2 separate regions of the Mus musculus genome follow, and region 1 is linked to region 2. The links are chromatin contacts, called in public promoter capture Hi-C maps. All regions are on one chromosome and are shown on one strand. The core of a region is the stretch at or near the end of the contact, and the rest is flanking DNA. Distances in the headings are between cores, read along the strand shown.

Evidence for each region. Capture Hi-C pulls out chosen DNA fragments and counts their contacts.
Region 1: a promoter capture Hi-C map of liver shows a contact between it and region 2, with 2.9 times the contacts expected there. The contact joins the promoter of Aqr here to the promoter of Slc12a6 in region 2. A contact is called at or near these places in 5 of 39 promoter capture datasets (the C10 cell line, hippocampal neurons, liver and 1 more) and 2 of 9 other capture datasets (adipose tissue and liver).

What each region holds. Positions count from the first base shown.
Region 1 is chr2:114,172,677-114,176,656 of GRCm38.p6, reverse strand. Aqr (aquarius) reads left to right here and starts at 1,318. Exons shown (of 35, transcript NM_009702.3): 1 at 1,318-1,565; 2 at 3,910-3,966. The coding sequence starts at 1,491.
Region 2 is chr2:112,263,741-112,267,697 of GRCm38.p6, reverse strand. It overlaps Slc12a6 (solute carrier family 12, member 6), which reads right to left and starts at 1,384. Exons shown (of 25, transcript NM_133649.2): 1 at 606-1,384. The coding sequence starts at 876.

The DNA of each region.
Region 1 (3,980 bases), core at 69-2,568, 1.9 Mb before region 2:
TGGGTGTGCTAACCCAAGAATTATAAAATAAGTGACCAAATAAGAACCAGGCTAAAGTTTTAAACAGTTATTTCCCTAGTGAGGATAAAAGCATAAAACTCACAAGAAGTTGTGAGTTCAGCATCATGGACCATTGGAGGAACATGAATTACACCTATACTGTGATGTACCACATACGTAGTATGCCTAAAACAACTTTAAAAACTATCCATATTAAAAGTCGGTAAGGGAAAGAAGACAACACAAGTCTCAAATGTTAGCAAGGCACAACTGCTTTGGAAAGACAGACATTTCTTAAAATGGCAAACATACACCATTGAATGTGTTGCTTCAGAGGAAATGTATGTCTACATAATGACTTAGAATCGCCTGTAGAGGACTTTCTTGTAGTAGTCAGCAACTAGAAACAATCTAAACGCATATCAACATATTACTAAATTTATGGATTGTAGTATGTCTGAAAAGTTGGCTATTATTTAGCAATACAACTGAATCAGTGACTGATATGAACAACACAGATGCATCTCAAAATAATTTTGAGTGACCAAAAAAGAACATATTCTAAAATGTATGTAAAATAGTTTCTTTTTAAATTTTATTTTTACTTTTATTTCATGTGAATTGGTGTTTTGCGTGCATGTATGTCTGTGTGAGGGTGTCAGAGCCTCTGGACCTGGAGTTACAAACAATTGAGAGCTGCCATGTGGCTTCTGGGAATTGAACCCAGGTCATCTGGAAGAGCACCTGGTGCTCTTAACCGCTGATCAATCTCTCTTTTATTCCTCTGCAAATTTGCATAAAGTTTATATAAAATTCTGTAGTTAACAGTGACCCAGAGGATCCATGATAGTAGAAGACTGTGTGAGAAAAAGGGGTGATAGGTTGAAGGCAGAAGGACACATAGTAACTTTTAATGGCTTTGGGTAATCTCATTGCCATGATTCTGGTGATACAATAATAGATAGACAACTATTTCAAAGTGTATTAAGTTTTACACTTGGTTTATGTTTATTGTATGGCAATCAGTACTTCCAGGCAGTTTTTGAAGTCACACGGTGCCTCAAATTCTAAGAGTATGGGTTTTGCTTTTTACTATATTTTTCTTTAGCGTTCAAATAAAGTCGACATCCTATTCTTTCAACTCCCACCTTTATTAATCACATTCAACACATCTTTCAGCCCCCTCTCTCCCTATGACCCAATCCTACACGCTGTATGTTATCTTTCTTCCTTCCACTAGGGGGCAATAAAGAGACAGGTAAAGGCAGCCTACTTTCTAGCTCAAGCTTAACTCTTGCCTTGACTTCCGGGCCCACTAGTTCTGCTTCCGGGGAACGCCGGGACTTCTCAGGTTCCGGGAGGAACCGTGGGAGCCCAGCGTGTCTGTGCCGGGCGCTCTGGCACCTCGGGGCTGGGTCGCCGCCGCTGCTTGAAAGCTTTCGAGAGTCGCCGCTACGAGCCTCTGGTCAGCTTCAGTGGCGATCGCTGCGATGGCGGCTCCTGCGCAGCCCAAGAAAATCGTGGCCCCCACGGTGTCCCAGATCAACGCGGAGTTCGTCACTCAGGTGAGCCCCGGCGTGCCCGCTTGTGTAAGGAGGGATGCCGAGGACCTAAAGCCCGGGATTGGGATTGATTTTGATATCTTGTGTACGTGCAAGTTGCTAGTTAAACATTGGAAAAGCTGCAGTGAAAGAGGCCGCTCCTCGTTAGACCACAAAGCGTGCTTCTGAATTGTATTACTCTGACAAGACTCTGTCTACAAGTAGATCGCTCTATGGCAGTTAATTGTCATTATAACCTTTCATTTAGGAGACAACAGAGCCAATTCCGGGCCTGTAGCCTTTCACATCCTTGTTAATTCTTAGGAAATTATTGAGAGTGTAAGTGCGGGAAAATTTAAGCCCTCCCGCGCCTCTTCTGGCTCCGCAGATTTGTCAGGGCAGAAGCCTAGAAACTGTTTCCATTCGCTTAGCCCCAGCATGTCTACACAGTGTTTGTCTGTATTTCTGGACCTCTCTCGCCCAAAGATGCCTTCCCCACTAAGACTTGTTGATCTGTCATATTTCCTCTTGCCCTCCTGCAGCCTGTTCTTCAGATTGCTCCAGAGTGCTCACTGGTGCAAACCTGCTCACATTACTTGTCTTCCTACAGTGTCCCGTAAACAATTCTGATTGTCCCTGGGATAATGACTGGAATCTTTGAAAGTGCTGTGATCTGGCCTATGCTTTTACCCAAAGTGCCCTTCCTTTCTTCTTTCCTCCCTTCCTTTCTCTCTGTACCTGTCTGTCTGTCTCTCCCTCCTTTCCCCCCTAATTTTATGCTTTTATGGCTATAGCTGCGGTTACTTGAATATGCCATGGTAACTAAAAAGTGGATCCTGTTAACTTGGTTTTCTTTATTTTCATCCTTTTATACAATATTAGAGAGGCTATCCCGACTTCTTAACCGCATTAAAGCTAAATGCAGATAAGTACACAGTTTGAGAAAGAACACAAAAACAGTCCAGGCAAGTGCTGATACCTTAAAGTTTGAATGTAAAGAAAGAGCTAGAATGACAGGAACACATGAACCGAGAGGGAAAGTGCGGAGGAGAGATGGTGCCTGTCTTTCATTCCCAGCATGTGAGATGTGAAGACAGTGGGGAATGGAGTTCAAGGCTAGCCTTGTCTGTTTTGAGGCCAGCATAGGGTTCACAAGAAAGTTTTCACATTGTAGAAGGTCTCTTATAAAGTCTGCTGATTGTAAGATATTGAGCTGTAAATGAAAAGAACACACAGGTACCATCTTCTCTGTTTCACTTCAATGAGGATGAATAATCAGTGAAATGTTTATAATACAGAAATAGAAGAATATATTGAAACTGTTTACAACCTGAAAGATGGAAGCGTTAGTTGTCCGTTAGTGTTGCAGAAGCTTCTTGGAAGAAGAACACTTCAGACGTGGTTTCATTTGTCCGTTCATCTTTCTGTCTGTGTGTCTGTCTAGTGATACACCAAGCATTGAAGTCTACCAGACAGTGCAGTTACCTATTAAAAAATGTGCTCCCTAGAGTTTCTGGTTTTTTAAAAAGAGATTTTGTTTTGTTTTTAAAAATCAGTAAGAACTATTTTGTTTTTCAATTTTAATTTTTAATTATGTGTTTGGGGTGGGGTGGTATGTGCTGGTGAGTGCAGTTATCTGTGGAGGACAGAAGAGGCTGTCAGTTCCCTAGAACTGCAGTTGGAGAGAGTTGTAAGTCACTCAGGATAGTACTGAGAATACAATCAGGCCCTCTGGAAGACCAAGTACACTTAACTGCTGAGCCACTTCTTCACCCCCAGTCTATGTTTCTTAACAGTTGTATAGTCCACTTCAAATTCTGGAGAGATTATATATATATGTATTTAAATTTCTAAGCAAAGCTTGACCTGCTAAAATATACAACACCAACTTCTAATAATCAGCCTTTCTACTCCATTTCTTAATGATTTTTGTCTACTTATGTCTGGGTATAGTAGTCATTTAAAGGCTTATTTCTTTACATATCAACATTAATGAATATTTTGAAACTGTTTTTAAATATTTAGTCAACTGATGACTAACTAACCATGGGCAGCTCACTAAATCTCTTGAGCTCTGGATTTCCTTATGACTGGACCAAAAAATGTTTTACTCTGATTATAGACAAGCCAGGGGCTTGGGATGCTTGGGTGTTTTGAGCATCATGGTGGCCAGTTACCACACTAAGCATCACTGGTATTTATTGGATTGTGGCCAAGGACGATAACTAAGTGGTACGCCTGTATGGTACCTTTAAAATTGTCCAGTTAGTTCTCCAGTCCTAGCTCTGTGCTAAGAAGCAGCTTTGCATGTCTAGATGGTGCACTGTTGTGAGCCTGGAACTTAAACTTATGCTGTTCACTTTTGCAGCTAGCATGTAAATACTGGGCTCCTCATATCAAGAAGAAATCACCGTTTGATATAAAAGTAAGTAGCTTTGT
Region 2 (3,957 bases), core at 135-2,634:
ACTACAAAACTCAATATACAATATACAAAATAGTTATCTAAAGCTCAGCAGGGAAATTATGTGGGAATCATGCACGAGAAGTCCCTCTCGAAAGTTCCATTCTTTCAAGAGAGTACCACTTCCTTGAGTGAATTCAGTTACTTTAAATACTCTATAAAAACATAAATTTCAAAAAATAATTTTATGACACCCAACTGAATCTGCAAAAGAATCCAGTAAGACACAAGATGTAACAACCTGCCTTAAACGCTGACTTAGGAGTCAAAGCCCCAAAGCTCTCTAGAAAGCGCATATCCAGCCCATTAAAATTTTAGTTTAGAACTTTTTTTGTGTGTTGTAAAAGATTTAATTTTTTAAAAATAGTCATTTTAATTAGAAATAAGACAGAAATAAGGAAACCAAAATAGACATTTCCTTGCCCTCTTGCCAGCTACTTTCCCACGCCAAAAAGACTACTGCAGTGACCTACTAACTGTCGCTATTATTCCCACACTCGTAAGCATCACAGAAACGTGGGCCTTAATTTATGATTATAAAATTAGGGTAGTTAGCCAACATGGACAACCCAAGGGTTGAAACACCCGGCTCTCTGAGTCTCTACTTACCCTCCGTAACATCCTGGGGATTAGAAGTCCGGTCACTGGAAGGATCTAGGGCAACAGTTGCCAGAGAAGTAGTAGCCCCAGACAGTTCGCTCATAGGCTCACTACGGCTTGTTTCTGGCACACTTTCTCGGGAGCTAAATCTTACTCGAGAACTAGACCGAGAGCTGAGGTCCGGGCTGGTGTCTGACAAACCTGGAATGTCATCAATCTTAGTTGGTGTCACCATGAACCGAACTGAGGACATCTTGGTGGTGGCTTCTGGTGGATGCATTTTCCCCCCCCTTTCCTTTTTGACAAAGAAAAAAGGAAAAGCTCACAAAAACTCTTCCTCCTACACTAGCTACTTCTGATTGCAAAAATAGAAGGGGAAAAAAAACCAAAAACCCTCAATTACCCTGATTTACAGCCCACAAAGGCCCAATTAAGAATCCGTGTATAGAATTCAAGCCAGCTGTTTTATAAAGTGCCCCACCAGTAACTGAAAAATAATTTTCGAGAAAACAAAATAAGAACAAAACGATGCTAATCCTGTATAACTTGGTTCTTTCAGAATCCTAGCTATCTCCCCTGGTCCAGGGCTGAGGGCTCCGTGCCATGATCTCACAGCAGCTGGTGACGCCTCCCTCTGCTCAACCCCCAGGGTCCGGATGAGGTAGTTAGTCCTTTATCTGCCGAGTGTCCCACGGTTCTAGCTGAGGACGGAGCATGCAGGCCCACCCTTATCAGGCGTATAAGAGCGTGGATCAGATTGCGCAAAGGTGTGCACCAGCCACCTGTTGTGTATCAGGTGAATACCCCACAGGTCTGGCTGGGAGGAGGTGTGTGCTGAGCCACCCGATGTTTTTGAGGTCGATAATCCACTTGGGTCTGGTGGGAGAGATGCGCATGCATAACGGGAAAATACCCCCACACTACAGGAAGGAGAAAGAGGAGAGCCACGAGAGGATGCCGAAGCAGAGTGGATTCCTGCCTCCCAGAGGTCTCGTCCTGGCAAAGGAGCTGGAGGCGGCGGCTAGCGGATCAGGGCAGCTCCCACTGCAGGGTCGTGGCAGGTCGTGGCGAGTCCCTCAAGCCCACGACCGCTCGCCGTGTTTGCACTGCGTGTGACAGGACGCGCTTTCCTCCCGGGGCCCGTTAGCCTCTCGCCGGCTTTCCTTGGGTCTCGGCGGAGGGAGAAGACGGCCAGGCAGGCTGGTCCCGGCTACGGAGGAGGTCGCAGGTGCGGGAGCCCGCGCCAGCTGATGCGGGTGCGCGCGCAGCTGTTGTTTACTAGCCGCTAACCGTTCCGGAGCCGCGGCGCGCAGGAGGCCCCCTCCCCGGCAGACGCCCGAGGCCGTTACGTGACCTCGCCGCCCCCCGCCCCGGGCGCGGCGGGCTGTGCCCGCGCCGCCGCAGCCCTCCCCTTTCCGCCCCTCTCGTTCCTCATTCGAGGTTAACCGTCCGGAGAAGTCTGGGGAGCTAGAGGGCGGCGCCGTCCTGCGGCCGGGCAACAGCAGCCCCGCCCGGAGCATGCAGCGCGGGAGACAGAGGGCACCACGCCTGCGCGGACCGGCGACTCTCACGTGGAGCACGACGGGAACTGTAGTCCGCCCTAGGGTCTGAACGCGTGTGGCGAGCTGCTTTTTCCTCACCTGTGCTCCACGTACTCAGTATGCTGCTTAGAGGCACTCAGTGAACACTGACCCGCGAACCGCAAGGGTCATCTCTAAAAGCTCTCTGGAAACCTTAACTCTATGGCACCCAAACCTCCCATTACGGTATCTAGTTACCTTAGATGTGACCTCTGTAAAAATTCAGTTGTCTTTTCTAAGACACCTGTATCTTGTTCATCATTATGGGCTACTTTCCCCTTTCTTGTTCATATCCTTTTGAAACTGCAAGCCAGGCTTAAATTTCCATTAAAGAGAACTTATACAGACATGGAGAAGACATTGGGATATCTGCTCTGCAACATTTCCAGGATTTGACCCACTTTATTAACACTAGAATGTTTATTTAATTCGTCAAGGTGTTTTAATAACTTTCAGTTCAACCATGTTTTACTTGAAAACGCTCTGAAAGTTTGATCAAAATGCAGAAACTCACTGGAGCCTTTCCTGAGACCTTTCCTTTCCTCCTAGTTGCAAATCAGTGGACTTAATAATGGAGCAGGAGGCTAGACCCTCAGTGGTTAACAGCGTTTACTGCTCTGAAGGAAACCCTAATTCCGTTCCCAGTTCTCATGGCCCTGTAACTCCAGGTCTAGGTGATAAGACCCATGCTGGCACTGCACTTAAATACACATAAAAGATTTATAGTTTAAAAAAAAAATGAATCAAAACCATCTTAATTCCAGGGCTTGGAAATTCACTTTGACCAAATGGCAATTTCCAGTCGAGTTTGATAGCTTGGAAATAAAACGAAACCCGTTAAAATGTAAAATTGTATTAGATCTTTGAGTATTTGACATATCCAAAGCCCTTGATTCTATCCTCATCAGTGAGGGTGGGGGCAGGGTTAGAAAACTGGTACACTTATTTATTTTGAGTGTACAAATACATGAGTCCTTCTGATTATAGGTCCCAGGATCTGAACCCAGATCTGCAGGCTTGTGGGTGAAGCACCTTTGCTGCCAAAATACCTCTTTTGCTCTTTAGAGAAAGTGAAACATGAGTTCATGTTGCACAGGATGTCCTCAAACTATATAGCCGAGGATGACTTTCTTTTTTCTTTTGTTTTTTTTCCAGACAGGGTTTCTCTGTATAGCCCTGGCTGTCCTGGAACTCACTCTGTAGACCAGGCTGGCCTCGAACTCAGAAATCCACCTGCCTCTGCCTCCCAAGTGCTGGGACTAAAGGTGTGCGCCACCACTGCCCGGCAGAGGATGACTTTCAACTTCTGACCTGCCTTTACTTCCCAAGTGCTGGAATTATGGGGTCACTAAACCCAGTCTTCTGTAAAGCTATGTGCATGTTAGAAAGTCACTGGACCTACTATGTTATGTACACCCTCAGCTCCCTTTAGTTTTCTGATACAAGGACTAACTACATAGCCTAGGCTGGCTTGGAACTCATAGGGATCCTTCTACCTCATTCTATGACAGAATTAGACATCAGCTACCATGCACAGCCTGGATTTTTAAATATAGCCTATAGCTAGCTAATGGCTGGGCAGTGGTGATGCACACCTTTAGTCCCAGCACTTGGGAGGCAGAGGCAGGCAGATTTCTGAGTTCGAGGTCAGCCTGATCTACAGAGTGAGTTCCAGGGCAGCCAGGGCTATACAAACCCTGTCTCGAAAAACCAAAACCAAAACCAAAACCCAAACCAAACAAAAACCTTACAAATGTACTGTGTCTTGAAAAACCAAAACC